Regions from separate parts of the Zea mays genome. Here region 2 is linked to region 1. Evidence: chromatin contacts called from public Hi-C data. All regions are on one chromosome and are shown on one strand. The core of a region is the stretch at or near the end of the contact, and the rest is flanking DNA. Distances in the headings are between cores, read along the strand shown.

Region 1 (7,952 bases), core at 3,876-6,375:
GACTAAATTGGTGACTTAAATCAACTCGGTTATACCCAACAACTTGACCTACATAACAGATCAATCTTAGCCTCTTGTTCCAAACCCGGATGGAGACGCCAAAGAGCAAGAAGGAGGAGACCAACCTCGACATGGAAGAATAGGAGTCAAATCAGATCACGAGATGATTCAAGATTTACCACCTTGGATGGAGTCTTCCCTTACCAAGTTCTTCTTACCATCAGCTAACCTCACTCTGCCCATCTCTCTTCTTACCTAATTGTGTTTCTAAACATCAAAGATACCCATGCTCTCCTAATCACTCACTAATGAAAAAAAGAGGTTTTTGATTTTTGAAATAATTAGAAACTGAAAGCTAAAATTGCGAACCACTCTTCCTATATCCTTTTTCTTACAAATCTCGAGGACGAGATTTCTGTTAAGGGGGTAGGATTTGTAAAGCCCTAAAATTAGTATAAGTTAAAATATAATAATAAAATAAATAAATACATGAATTTATATAAAAGTGTTTTAGGAATTATTTCCTTTACTTTGTGCATACTCAAGTAAGGGAATTAAAATAGTTAAAATAGCAAATAAAATAAATATAAATGTAGTTCATGTTGAAATTTTGTTTTGTATGAGCATGTTTGAATGAAAATTTGAATTTGGAGATTTATAAATTTAAAATTTAAAACAGAAAACAAAATAGGGGATTAGAAAGTGAAAAAAATATAAAAAGAGAAAACACTTCCCTCGGCCGGATGGGCCAAATCCACCCGGCCCAAGAACACACCTGCCTTTCGCCCCGCACATCCCTACCCGCGTCCTCCGCTCATGGCCACTGCCTGGCGGGTCCCACAGTGTCAGCCTCCCTGCTCGCGCGCGTGTCTTCTGTTCCTGACAAGCCGGCCACACCGCGCGTATCGCGCCTCACTCTGTCGCCGCCATGGCTCTATGACTGATGGGGCCACCTCGACAGCTCAGTCGTCCTCCTCAACAGACCGCGATTTCTACTCCGTGCTGCGGACTCGATGCAAACAGAAGCGCGTGGAGATCGCGCGGGCCAGTCGTCGGTTCCGCAACCTGATCTTCACCACTCTCCCCCGTCCGTGATCTTCGTGGGGCGGCCTATAAGACCATGCCAGCGCCTCTCGTCCAGGGAAGCAAGCAAAAGCGCGGGGGGAACATGGAGGGCAGTGAGGTCCGCCGTGGGGGCATATCTACCAAAGCCCTGATGGCATGCGATTGTGATTCGGTCTGGGGACTGAGCCGCATCCCTAGGAAGAAGTATATGTCCACACCGAGCACGATAGGTTAGTATCTACGCAGGAATTGTTCGTCGGAGCACTCCTTCGCCATGGATCCGCAACTCGCCGTGGTCCGCGTACCTGCGCGGCAATATGTGGTGAGAATTCGCCCACCTAGCTCGCCTTCATCCTCTCCGCGTATAGCTGTTTGAGTAACATAGTTTAGAGCACTCTGGGGGCCGCGCAGGGCTTATGTCAGCCATGGCGCCGCCGTGGGGAGGCCATCACCGCCGTGGCCGGACCTCTGCGCGTCTCCAACTCGGGTATGAACCTGCCTCGCGGACTCACCTAAACTTCCGCTTCATGTAACACTGCTGGGAGCTAGGAATGGCGCGCGGGTCGCGGAATCGGATGTCTCCGGTGATGGCGTCGCCGTACTCCGGCGAACGCGCCGTTGCTCGGTTAGGACAGGGTCAGGTAGCCTCGGGCCGTCGATCTCCTGCGCAACGGCTGAGATTAGATAGTTCCCATCCATTTGCGCGAGTGTGCGGGTACCGTTGATCCGCGATCCCTCGGCTCATATTAGTTCTAGATTCATTAAACCGCGACCCTTGGATTCGGATCCGAGGGACTAGATCGGATACCGGTTCGATGTAATATGGATCTAATCTCCGCCCTTTAAACCTCATCGGACGGCCACGATCGGCCGATACCCCCTTCGTGGGTTTAATTTGCATTCGAACCCTTAGGTTTAAGCGAATTAGAACCCGCCGTCCATGCGGGTGTGGTTCTGAGTGTTGAGAACATTTGCGCAAGGGCCCCTATACTTTACAGAATTTGAGGCGCAGTCCATAGAGATAGAAAAATCAGAAAAATAAATTTAGAAAATGATTTTAATGTGAAAATAAATGCTAGAAACTTGTAAAATTAATAGTTAATTTATTTTAACTCCAAATTGAGTCATTCCAGTTGCAATAATTTTGTATTAATATTGTCTATCAACTAGTAATAGTGTTTAGCCATGAAACTTGAATTAAAATTGTTCATTTGGATTAATCTACTCTAAGCACTAAATAATTTTGGAAATTCATAACTTAATAACCGTAGCTCCGAATTTAGTGGTTCTTATTTCTACGATCTCGTAACATCACTTAGAATATTATTATGCAGTTTATTCTTATGTTTAGTGTAATGTTAATTTTGCCTATACATGTTTGTCTGTATTACTACGTTTAGCAGTGAGGACACATGTCTTCCGAAAAGCAAGTTGGTACCTGGAATCTCAAGTCCCAGGCAAGTTGTGCCCTTGATCACTTCTTTTTACCCAGCCATGTTCTGATTAATCATAATGATCTGCATAGGTTAATTTTGATGGGACCCAATAGGTTACCCTAGTTTGATTATCTTTATACCTTGTTACCATTGAACTTTTTGGGTAGTACTTGCTAGTGCTTTATGTGGTTTTGGGTATGAAGATACATTACTCATGATTATACTTTTGTTATCCGTTGTTATTTATCGTTCATGATAAGATCATTATGTTAATTGGAACATGGAGCGACCACCCGGGAAAACAGTGCTACCACAAGGGTTTAATGGGACGCCCTTGGCTGATTAATTAGGAAAGCTAGTGGAGGACTACCTTACCCGAAAGGGGCAAGGGCAGTAGGGGAGTGGTCAGTGTAGGGAGGCCCTCGGGAGGATTTTGCTGCGATGGCGGTCCTGCAAGGGATTCCTGCATTGGAGCTTCCTATAAACTGTAGCGGGTTTTCTGAAGCTAGTGGAACTTTGTAAAGGCCTCGTAGTGTTACCCTGCCTCGCCTCCTCGGTAGAGGTGTATGGGAAGTCGCGATCCCTTGGCAGATGGGTAACATGACTTGTGGGTAAAGATGTGCAACCTCTGCAGAGTGTAAAACTGGTATACTAGCCGTGCTCACGGTCATGAGCAGCTCGGACCCTCACATGATTAATTTATGGAACTTAAATTCAATTTGCCATATGCATTGCATCGCAGGTGATGTTGTTACTTCTGTTCTACTATTTAATTGGGTTGGTATTTACTTATACTTAGTAATTGCTAATAAAATTTTGACCAACTTTAAAAGCAATGCTCAGCTCTAACCATCCTCTTTGGTAAGCCTTACACTTCACGTGAGCTCTCACCTTTGGCGAGTTCATGCACATTATTCCCCACAACTTGTTGAGCGATGAACGTATGTGAGCTCACTCTTGCTGTCTCACACCCCCCCCACAGGTCAAGAACAGGTACCACAGGATGAGGCGCGTGGAGGATGCTGTGATGAGTTCGTGAGTGGTCTAGGCCGTCGTCTCCCAGTCAACTTTGGGTTGCTGGATCGTTTCCTCATATGATGTAATTATTTAATTATTTTTGTACAGAACTCCTGTTATATAGTAACGATGTGACATTCGATCCTGTGCCACTATGCATCATATGTGTGAGACTTGGTCCCAGCACACCTGGTGTTTAGGTTCGCGCCCGGGTTTTTGACCCCTAAAATCCGGGTGTGACAATGCACCCCCTCCCACCCGTGCCATCACGCACCCCACAACGCGCTCTCTCTCATTCTCTTTCTCTTGCTTTGTTCTCTACCGTTGATCCAGATAGAGGGGGCAAGGCGGCGAGGGGTGGGGGTTGCTCTCCATCGGAGATGCGTGAGGACGATAACACAACGAGCACCACCCCCTAGCGGGTGGGTGGGGAAGGGGGATGGGCAATGGCTCTCCATAGCCATGTGGAAGCTTATGTGATGGTGGTGTTGGTGCTGCATGGGAGTTCTACGGCCCAAGACAAGCTTGCGCTAGCTTTGCAACTGGGTCGGGAGTGGCGATGCCACGAGAGCTCTACGGCCCGCCCGCGACAACGGCACTTGGGTGACCAAGTGGGAACATACGAGCTAGGTGGCCTATTAGGCTACTTATGGTGCAACAGCTGGTACGACCCTGCCTACTGCGCTCTTCGATCGTTCGTCTTCAAACAGGATGGATAGTCAGAGGCTATAGATCTGCAGTAGAGCAGTCTAGCTTGATGTGAGAATAGGGACGGACGGGGAGGCGGTGGAGATGACGTCACCATTACGAAACGATCACGATCATGGTCGATAATCGAGAGGGTGAAGGAGATACGAACGCATGGGATGATGTGGGAGCGGGGCAGAAATGATGTTGAAATCTTCAACGCAAGAAAGTGTTTCTTCGATGTTGACTGTTGAGAATGGCGCGACGACGACGACACGACGAGCACCTCCAACAGAAGGAGGTGTGAGGGGCGCTGGCTCTCTGTATGAGGATGACCACAAGACAATCATTTTCTAGTGGACATCTTATTAGTATAATCAGACTTTTAGTTTATTATAGATGGCATGACAATGTCATAAAACCTTAAGCTATATTAGGCTAATCATAATGGAGGTTTCATGAGGTGTTTCATGTATTAATTAGTCTGCCACATCAGCTATTTTGATGACATGTCACATCATTTAAGAAGGAAGAGTTTCATGGAGTTTTGTGGGGATGAAACCATGTTAACTAGTTCCCAATGTCTTGGAAAACTGTGTGAAATCTTCACAGAGAGTGTTTTGTTTTATCTTCGTATAATTGAGTAAATTCTTTTAGTTATTTATATGCAGCATTTAAGAAGTACGTTGACATATGAAATAGTGAGATGAAATTCTACATTAAGAGAAGATGTTTCATTCATCTATAAAGCTGATGTGACATTTTTAGAAATAGGGACATGAAATCCTCACTGTGATTAGTCTTATTAGCTTGCTCGCGTTCTTAATTACTAGACCAACGCATTCTGCTATTTTGTAGCCATTGCTATCTCCAGTGTCACCACGCGTTCTTATTAATGCGAGCACGCAAAGCCAGCAACTGGACCGCGTCGGGCATCGGTTCCTGCTCTGTGCTATACTGCTATCCCCTCCCCCAAGCCGCCACCACCACCAGCAGCGGAACCCCCCGCCCTCGTTCCTCCCCCGCCGGCGAGAGATCGACGAGATGGTGCTGTCACACGGCGTCGGTGGCTCCGATGAGTCCGTCCACTCGACGTTCGCGTCCCGCTACGTCCGCACCTCCCTTCCTAGGCACGTCCTTCCTCCCTGCCTTCCCTCCGCGCTGTCTCGCTCGAGCCGAGAGCATTATTTACGCGCCGCGGTTTTCTTCGTTGGGCTACCCGCCGCTGACCGCCCGCCCGCAGGTACCGGATGCCGGAGCAGTCGATCCCCAAGGAGGCGGCGTACCAGATCATCAACGACGAGCTGATGCTGGACGGGAACCCGCGGCTGAACCTGGCGTCCTTCGTCACCACGTGGATGGAGCCCGAGTGCGACAAGCTCATCCAGGCCTCCGTCAACAAGAACTACGTCGACATGGACGAGTACCCCGTCACCACCGAGCTGCAGGTACGCTCGCTGCGCCGCTCCTGCTTGTTGCTCCGTCGATCGCTCATTGATCGAGCCGCAGATATGTATGGCTAGTTCCGGGTCATGATGATAGCGTGGTTCCTGTCCTCATCCCGAACGCGCAAACCAGATCCTTCCTTTCCCCACTTTCCCTTTTGCTCGCCCCCTCGTTTTTGATGGGTTCATTGCGGTTGAACAATAGTTAAACAGGGCTCCTGGTTTTTCATTGGCCCACTTGGCCTCTGATCTGGCCTTGGAGCTTGGATCTCTTATCTAAGTAGTTTATTTATATTATGGATGGCATGGCAACCTGGATCCAGAGAACCAGTAGGTACTGAAAAAACAATCCAAAATGATCGAGTATCCACTGCCCAGGCCACCCATCAAATGCTCGTTACTGCAATACTGCCTTCGTGCCTCTGCCTCCCAATGTGGCATGGGGCAATGGGCCAAGTTCTTCCTCCTTTTGCTTTTCAAGCCCCTTTTGAAATTTTCTGTCTCTACAATTTCTTATAGAAAAGTGAATCGATTTCTGTGATTTTTTTATAAAAAATTTCCGGTTACAGAAAGATAGTGACGGAGATACGAACCAAACAGTTCCCCTCCCCTGGCACAGCGACACCCTGGATGAGTGATGTGTGATGTGTGATGCGTCGGTGCTCTGCTACCTGCCTTTGAAGCTTCGCAAGAATCGCAACAGCAAGCGTAGCGGGGACAACAAGCCGGTCCCCGTGGTCCCGGGGAAGGGGAAGGGGAAGGGGAAGGGAACCTGCACAGTGGATTTTGACTATCTGTTTTTTATGAGAAGTTTCAAAAAAAAACCAGAAATGTTTGACATGTTCAAAGTACATAATAACAGACCTAATTAAGTGCACATTTCTCGCTTGTTTAATCGAATATTAAGAGCATCTCCAACAACGTGACCTATAAAAATGCCTTATAATTTAAAAATAAGTAAATTTTATAGAATTTAGGGCACCAACAAAACACCCTGCTCCAACAGTAAAGCCTCAAATCTAGATTATAGGGCAGCCCACTATGGTGTAATATATTTGAGGCACTTGAGAGGGTGCCCTATAATTTTTTAACAAAATTTGTTGAATTGAGGCACTGTTGGAGTGGTTTTTCTTGTGTAGAGCCCTATATTTCGATTTGAGGCATTAGTTTGAGGCATTGTTGGAGATGCTCTAAGAAGAAAAAAAATGACGCTGGTCAAAGTCTGAACGGTGAAACCCGTGCATACCTGTCCATTGTTGCCGACTGTGGCGTGGCGCGAGGTGGTGGTCGGAATCGGAAGCTGCTTGTTTTCTTCCGCGGTGGGGCGTCCAAGCCAATCGCTGCCTGCCTCCATGGTCCTGCACTTCTGCTGTCTTGGCTAGGGCTGGATATCGAGCCAGCTCGGCTCGGCTCGTTCGAGCTCGAGCTGGCTCGTTAAGCTAACGAGCTGGCTCGACTCGGCTCGTTAAGGTAGCGAGCCACAGAGTTAGCTCGGCTCGACTCGTTTACGAGCTCGAGCTGGCTCGTTTAGCTTGCGAGCCAGAGCAGAAAAAATAATATGTGTATAATAATCAATTTCTAGTTAATTTCAAACTAATTTAAAACAGAAAATAATAATTATACTCATAGTTTCACAGACCATATCAATATAACACCAAATTAACACAACTCATCACTCATTAATTCACTATTCACACATATTCAGCAGTTTAACCCACACTTATATTCGTATAGACCAATTTCATACATAAACATAATTCATCAATCATTAGTTTAACTTATAGGTTATAGACACCACACATACATATAACATATTCATCAATTGATACGTAAATGATATGTATATAGTTTTGTTTTGCTGAAATGTGATAGCTCGTTTAGCTCACGAGCTGGCTCGTTAACAAACCGAGCTGGCTCGTTAACGAACCGAGCTAGGATGTCAGCTCAGCTCGCGAAAAAATTCAAATGAGCTGATCCGAGCCGAGCCGAGCTGGCCACGAACCGAGCGAGCCGACGAGCCGCGAGCATTTTGTCCAGCCCTAGTCTTGGCACAGCAACGAGCAAGCGTAAACGCTGCGACCGCGATTTACGAACAAAGTCCGGGGCCCACCGCACCCAACGTATATCTCCACGGGACCGGCCCACCGGACATTGACGCGATGCGACGGAAATAGAATAGAAACCGTTTGCCCGTCTCAATCAGGACAGTTCAGGACAACAAGTAGCGAAATACTAGTAATGTATTTATGTATCCGGAGGAACATGCCTATTTCTGTGGATTGGGACAAAAAAATCGCATGTG
Region 2 (7,952 bases), core at 3,481-5,980, 430 kb after region 1:
ACTGCTCAGCTTCGGGTTTTTGGAGAGCCACTCCGCTATAATTCACCGGACTGTCCGGTGTAGCACCGGACTGTCCGGTGTGCCATGCGGAGCAACGACTACTGCGCCAACGGTCATCTGCAAAAGTGAACAGTGAACGTGAACAGTGTGCGGCCAGCGCGCACAGAGTTAGAGCAGCGCCAGAAGGCGCACCGGACAGTGAACAGTGACTGTCCAGTGCGGCACCGGACTGTCCGGTGCCCCAATCTGTCAGAGCTCCAATGGTTGAACCCTAACGGTTGGGTGACGTGGCTGGCGCACCGGACTGTCCGGTGCGCTCGTCGACAGACAGCCTCCCTAACGGGCATTTTGGTGGTTGGGACTATAGATACCCCCCAACCACCACACTTCAAGGCATCCAAGTTTTCAGCCATTGCATTCAATACAAGAGCTCTATACTTCACTCCAAGACACAAAACAAAAGATCAAATCCTCTCCAAGTCCCAATCTCATTCCAAAGACTTAGTGGCTTGTGAGAGAGAGACATTTGTGTTCATTTGAGTTCTTGTCGCTTGGATCGCTTTTCTTCTTCCCCATTCTTGCTCTCAACACCTTTGTAATCAAGCAAGAGACACCAAGTTGTGGTGGTCCTTGTAAGGGGTCTAAGTGACCCATTGATTAAGGAGAAAAGCTCACTCGGTCTAGGTGATCGTTTGAGAGAGGGAAAGGGTTGAAAGAGACCCGGTCTTTGTGACCACCTCAATGAGGAGTAGGTTTGCAAGAACCGAACCTCGGTAAAACAAATCACAGTGTCATCCGCTTTCATTTGCTTGTGATTTGTTTTCGCCCTCTCTTTCGGAATCGATTATATTTCTGACGCTAACCCGGCTTGTAGATTGTGCTTAAAGTTCATAAATTTCAGATTTGCCTATTCACCCACCTTTAGGCGACTTTCACTTTACTAGGCCCGGGATCCCTCCGATCTGGATCGAATGGTTGGTAATTAACTAGGTGAACCGTCACACTCCTTCTAATCTCACCCGCTAATATCGGGATCAACGGTCCATCGACTTCTTCCTCCCCCTGACACAACCCGACGACGGCGCCCGCTGGCCACGACGGGGCCATGGCTGGAGTCCGGCCAGCTAGCGAACTTGTACCACGACATGATGCTATTAGAGCTACGGCATGAGGAAACGACGACGAACACGACCGAGGTACCATGGGTAGGCAAAAGGCATTAAACGAGGTTGTCCATGCAACAAGGAGGGGACGAGGCGGAGTTGAACTCCGGTGAGCAATCTACGACGCCCCAACGCTCCAAACCGACCCATAATCGATGAACACGGTGGCAGGTACGAGCGGCATGGGATTGAAGCCTTACCGGTTCCGGAAGCCGTGGAGCGCCCCGCCTCGGTGATGCGCGATTCGGGACGCCCTCCCTCCCCCACTGGCGAGCAATTGCGCCAAGGGTGAGACCACTTGGCGCACCCCCGGACACGAGAAGGGTCTTCGGTTCACGACGATTACCACGATCGACCCACTGAGGGTGATCCAGGGACAACAACACGAAATCACCGCGACGGCACTGCTTCCACCTTTCTCTGGCACCGGCGCTCTCTTTCTCTATTTCGCGCAGGGTAGTTGGACTTAGATGAGAACACGGAAGGTAGGGCTCGGACGTACGATTTTATAGCCCCCTCCCCACTCGGTTCGGCGTTTGAACGGACCCCCGAGATCGACGCGAGGTCCGCGGTGGTTCACTTTGCACGGGCGGGCTGTTGAGATCGCGCGACGGGGAAGATGATAGTGTGGGCCCACCACTCAATCAGCGGAGAGGATTGCGCACGCTGTGAGATTGATTGGTGGGTCCCACAGGATAGTGTTATGTGCGCGCCACCGCTGAGATGTGGGGCCCGTATGCCAACGCCATCCTCTGCGCGACCGCGTTTGGGCCCGCGGGCGTGCATGCTAGAAAGGCTTAGTGGGCTGAAATGCAGTGGAGCGGCCCATCCGGCTTCCTTTCTTTTTTTCTTTTTCTGTTTTTATATCTCCCATTTTCAACTTTCAAAATTCCAAATTCAATTTGAGTTCAATTTTAAACTGGAAATTTCAAATTAAGTACACAACCAAATAAAGATCCAACATGCATGCAATATATTTATTTATTATTATTTTACCCATTTAGGTAAATGGTTCGTAACTTAAAAGAGTAAATTACTCCCTTAAATATATATTTCCTATTATTTATTCTTATGAGTTTCAAACTAAATTCTAGTCTCCCAGTTTAGATATAATTTTGAACTACTAAGCTTTTAATATTACTCAATTATTTCTTGTTATCACCATTTTTATTATGGGAAAATTTTACTAAGACCATAATTAGGATTTTAGAGTGTTTAGCTAATTAATTAAAGGAACTAGAGGTACGGTTGCTTCGCCATCGTGCTGTCAATGGGGTTCACGACACATTACTGTCTCTACCGAGGTTTTTTCGTTTTGCTTTTTGTTAGCCACCCCATATAGGGAGAAGTATTATGTTTATCAAACCCGAAGAATTCTAACATGCGACTATACCTTTAGGGAATGTTTATAAAATCTACGTAGTGAGATAGTGAGATCTTGCCGACTCACCTTGGAAGTGTTTAAAGGTATGTACAAATCTATGCAAAAAGGGATCACAGTTCATGGGTAAAGTGTGCGGCCTCTACAGAGGGTTAGAAACTGATATATCTGCAGCTCGTGGGTAAAGTGTGCGGCCTCGGGAGTTTTTTTAGAGATAGTCTGGATACATTTATGATGATGACTACAATGATGGTGGCTAAAATTATGGATTCTAGCAATAATTCCTTTTGGGATGATAACTTGGGTTTTTATGATAAAATCTGGCTTCTACCAATAATAATTACTAGACGAATTGAAAACAATTGCTTTGAGTCTAACTCCACGTAAAGCTAGTCCATATCAGCCAAACGAGGCACTTGCCGAGTACGCTGATGCGTACTCAATGTTGCTTTAACACAAAACATGAGGTTGTTCACACTGCAACCACTACTATAAAAAGATGAAGGCAACATGAAGGACTTCCAAGAGTTTTAGGACTGAGAAATTTTAGACTAGATTAGTGACAACCTCCAACGAACTAGTTGTGATGGCCTTATCTCTACCATGTTTCACTTTAACACTTTGATTACTTATTAAGTTGATTATGTAGATGTCTTCGACACCATGATGTAATAAAAGTTAATACCTCTTTATGTTATTATTCGAGTACTGTACAATATTCATTTGTGTAATAATTGTATACGTGAGTTCTGATCCTGACACGTACATTGTTCGCATTCAGCTGAAACCGGGTGTGACACTTTTCAACTCGAGACTTGTAGTTAGGGATGGCACCTTTTTTACCGTAAGCCAAAAACCGAATTTAACCGTACCGAATTTTTGATTTTTTGATAGTTTGGTTCGATTTCGTTTTTTGTATCTAAGAAGTTCGGTGTTCGGTATCGTAATCGGTTTTCATCGTATACCAAACCAAAATAAAAAAAACCCCGAATATCAAACTTTATCATTTCTAAAATTCGATTAATTGATTATGTGAACTAAATGTGTAATGTAATTAAATTGTTATTCACTTATTTTTATGTGATGTATAATGTATCTCTAAAACCTACATAATTTTTTACTTTTTTGAAATTATGTGTAATCTATCATATAAACTTTTATGTATTGTGTTGAGTATAAGTTTGATATTCGTTTTTTTACCGAAAACCGAAATCGATTCCTACATCATGAAAACCACAGTTTTTTGAAACCGAAAAACTGAACCAAAATTTAAAAAAAGAAGTTCCAGCCCTACCTAAAGTCCAGAGAGATAAAAACAATTTCATGTGAAAAGACATATTTTCATTTTTCACGATGAAACCAGCAGGTTGATCCACATGTAGCTAGTATTCTTATAACCATCATTTTTTTTGCTTGAAAGTAAAATTTGAAGTAAAAATACTGCTGTTTGACTATGGAGGTGTTTGAATACACCAAGCTAATAAGTAATAGCTAAAATTATTTAGCGACATCTAAACACCCTAACTAATATTTAAGCTATTAGCTATTTTTAGTAAATTAGCTAGTAGTTAGCTAAGGTGGCGTTTGAATGTGCTAGAGCTAATAGTTAGCAGCTAAAATTAGTCATAGACATCCAAACACGCTAGCTAATAGTTCAACTATTATTTATTTTTAAGTAAATTAGTTAATAGTTAGTTAACTATTGTTAGCTAGCTAATTATAATAACGCTTTTTAGCCAACTAATTATTAGCTCTAGTACATTCAAACATCTTCTAATTCAACTAGCAAATTTGCAGCCATTAGCTCTAATGCATTTAAAAACCCGTATAATTACCATCACTCCATGTTTTCAAACTACGCCCACCTTTTTTTTTATTTTTAAGACAATAGAGAGAAAGTTTCTAATCTATGTGACCGTACACCGCCAAATTCTTATAAGATTTTTCAGCTAATTAACTGGGAAAAAGAAATGAGAACACAAGTAGATGAAAATGATTATAAGCAAAGTCTAATATTGGTTCTCTATCCTTACTTGTTGATTCAATGCAACAACTTTAATTGTTTGCCTCACAAGTTGGATGGTCCTCTTTGCATTGGCACGCTATAACAAAACTTCTATTGCGATTTTTATCCAATTTTTTTATTGCTAAATCAAGTAGGGTAAATTTTGATCGAGCAGTCCCTTGAACCCCAGTCAACCTGGCACTGGCAGCCCTCCCCAACCTTGCCCGCGTCTGCACAGTCCTTGGCCGCCGCAGCACACACCGCACTCGCACACCTGCAAGCCTGCAACTCATCGCCCCCCCGCCGCCACGCAAGTGCGCCCAGGCCTCAGCGAAATGGGCGCGCAGGAGGCGGCAGTGGAGGATGTGCTGCGCGCCGCCGCCGCCGAGGTGTCAACCTCCTCGGCGAAGCGCCGCTTCCGCCTCTTCCGCCACACCCTACCTCTTATCATCGCGAAGGTCATAGGTACTCACCCTATCATCGTCTCCGCCCTCGTTTCTCGGGCTCGCTCGCTCGCCGTCGTCTGCGTGTTTTGGTCTCCCTCCCGTGCGCCGCGCTCGTGCCGCGCGCATCGCCCCACCTTGTTTGCGGACCTCGACAGCGGAAGCCGCTCGGCCTGCCCCGATCTGGACGCGCCTGAAGCGACAGCGGAGAGTTTACAGCACGCCCCTGCCTCAAGTGCCTGAAGCTGCAGTGGCTCCATCGCGCCGTTCGCGAAGATGTCGATTTGCGCCGAGCGGAGCCAGCTCCCGACACCGTGGCTGCCGTTGTCGCTTTTGCTGGTGCTCGCTGGTGGGCTGAATGCTAGCTCTGGCACCCTATTGAAACGACGACAAGATCTCTCATACTTTATTGATTTATCAAATATTTTTTCTCACGGGGTTCGGGGAGATTTGGGCTTTGGGAATACACGTAGTGGCCAGGGAACCTGTCAGGAGACCTGATGCTGGTTGCTGAAGCAAGGTTTGGTTTGCATCGTCTATGCTTAGCGTCGAGATTTTCTACTGCTTGCAAGTTGTGTCGTCCAAGAAAGGGTCCGTCTCGCAATCCAAGAAGGCGACGATCTGAGCTGCAACACTCGACGAGAGAGACGGGTCTTACGATCAGTGTTCTTAAGGCGACGCCTAGGCGTCCAGGCGCTCGGGCAAAACTGGCTGCCTTGCTCGCCTTACCCGCCTAGTCGTTAAGGCGGTTGTCTGGTGCACTTGCTCGCCTAGGTGCCTTAAGAACACTGCTCACGATTGGTTATCCAGATGACCCATCACACTAGACACTGGTTGACACCAAAAAATAGCGGGCCTACCTGTTGGGTACTTGGGTATCTACACCAAACTTTATGTTTTGGGTACTGGGTCATGGATCGATCAAATTAAATCTGCAAGCCTACTTGTAGTGATCAGTGCAAGGCTTTTTGGCTCATGTTAATAACCTATTCTATCATAGTCCAACAATTTGAGATAGGCACGAGATCTCAACAAATGTGCAGTGCAACTTTAGCCTACTGTGAGATACATGATTGCTGTGACATTAAAGCGTTCATGCATTATTCTGGTCATATCATGATTCATTTTGCAATGCATGCATGTACTCGCCAATGCTGCAATCAGATTGCTTGTGATCTTTTTCACTTGTTGTATGCTTAAGCTATGCTTCACTTTCAGTCGATTATTTATCTGGCTAGGTGCTATGGTTGTTACTACCACATGTCTGTTGACAATTGCCAATATTTTGCACACAATGTCATATAACAGTGGATTTAATGATTTTGAGAAGGACATCTTACTGTCCTTCAGATTACATGTCAATGTTCTTTTTTTCTCTGGGTAGACTTAAAACCATTCAAATAAATTCACAGATCCTAAGTACTTATCTGCTACTATCCAAGACAATAGATTTTCCTTTTTGGTGTGTGTGTGCTGTGAATTGATCTCTCTCTCTCTCTCAAGCATGAACCTTTGTCTCTCTGCAGATTCATTTTCCATGTGAATGCAAACTGACACTTGTGCTGCTCATTTATTCGGTACCTAATCATTATGAAACCATTTTTCTTAAATTGCTTTGTTTTACGTGCAGAATCACCATCAGATACTGCATTGTTAGTCGATATCATTTTCCAGACATTGCCAATATACGACGACCGGGCATCACGAAAAGCAGTAGATGATATGGTTATTCAGGCTCTTGGTGAACCCACCTTCATGAAGCCCTTTGCTGCCTTTCTTGTACAATCTATGGAAAAGAATCTAAAGGTTATAAACCCCCTTACAAGCTTCAAGCTTCTCAGATGGTCACACTATCTTCTGAAATGGAGTCAATTTGCCACACTTTCAAAAGTTGCTTTTACCAGACTGGCCAGCGCACAAGCAGTCTTATGTCAGGTCCTTATGGACGGGTCCTTCCGTCGGCGCCGAACTTGCAAACAGTTATTCATTCATCTTTTATCTGAGGTAATTATTGGCAATAGTAAATAAATTTAGATCAAGTCATAATTGTGTCCTGCTCATATCTTATCGTTTCATTTTCCAGCCTAGTGGAATATATAAGATGTACATGGAGGAGCTCAAAGATTTAAGGATTTCCATGAGAGATTCTCCTGCATTTTTGAATCTAATACTGGATTTTACCATTAGTTCTCCATCATTATCCACTGAGTACAAGGTAAACCTTCAACCTCATATTTGATCTGCATTTTCAGCTGTTAGTAGTCAAGCAATTATGCATTCATCAAATGTTTGACCTAACTTGTTGAAGCCTTTTTTGTGGACCCCCTCACGTGTTTGATGATATGTGCTATCATTTGCAGTCAGTGTTCCTTGATTTGTATGTCAAAACCATCTTGAGTTCAAAAGACCGGGCACCAAAAGCAGCCACTGAAGCTTTTAAGCCTCTTCTCTTGGAGATTGGGCATGAGGATTTTAAGAATACTGTTATACCATCATGCATAAAGATGCTGAAAAGAAATCCTGAAATCATACTACAGTCTATTGGATATCTTCTTAGGACGGTCCGTTTAGACCTGAGCAAGTATTTCATGGAGTTCATGCCAATTGTTCTGCATCAGGCTCGGCATTCAGATGAAGAAAGGAGGATTGATGCTTTGAGTATTATAGGAACACTAAGTGAGAAGTCAAGTGATCCAGATGCTCTACCTTCCATGGTCAATGCTATCAAAGTTGTTTTAGGAGGTATTACATGTGTATTTTTATTTTCTAATATCTATTGACCTATCATGTTTCATGTTTAGTGGTGTTAGCGCCTAACTCATTTTCAATGCAGTATCACAGTTTGCAATTTTGTGCTGTAATTCATATATCTCTCGACAACTTGGTTTGGGCAGGCTCAGAAGGGAAACTATCACTTCCATACCAGAGAATTGGAATGATAAATGCTTTAGAGCAGCTAT

What was found. A called contact is a pair of places that touch in the nucleus more often than the background predicts.
Region 2: a contact with region 1 is called in a Hi-C map of leaf, with 2.1 times the contacts expected there. The contact joins the promoter of LOC103645585 here to the promoter of LOC100191549 in region 1. A contact is called at or near these places in 3 of 25 Hi-C or Micro-C datasets (bundle sheath, ear and leaf).

The regions. Positions count from the first base shown.
Region 1 is chr1:276,001,503-276,009,454 of Zm-B73-REFERENCE-NAM-5.0, forward strand. It overlaps LOC100191549, which reads left to right and starts at 5,126. Exons shown (of 7, transcript NM_001136979.3): 1 at 5,126-5,335; 2 at 5,449-5,653. The coding sequence starts at 5,250.
Region 2 is chr1:276,427,875-276,435,826 of Zm-B73-REFERENCE-NAM-5.0, forward strand. It overlaps LOC103645585 (protein ILITYHIA), which reads left to right and starts at 4,731. Exons shown (of 60, transcript XM_020546904.3): 1 at 4,731-5,014; 2 at 6,623-6,996; 3 at 7,076-7,207; 4 at 7,353-7,734; 5 at 7,887-7,952. The coding sequence starts at 4,885.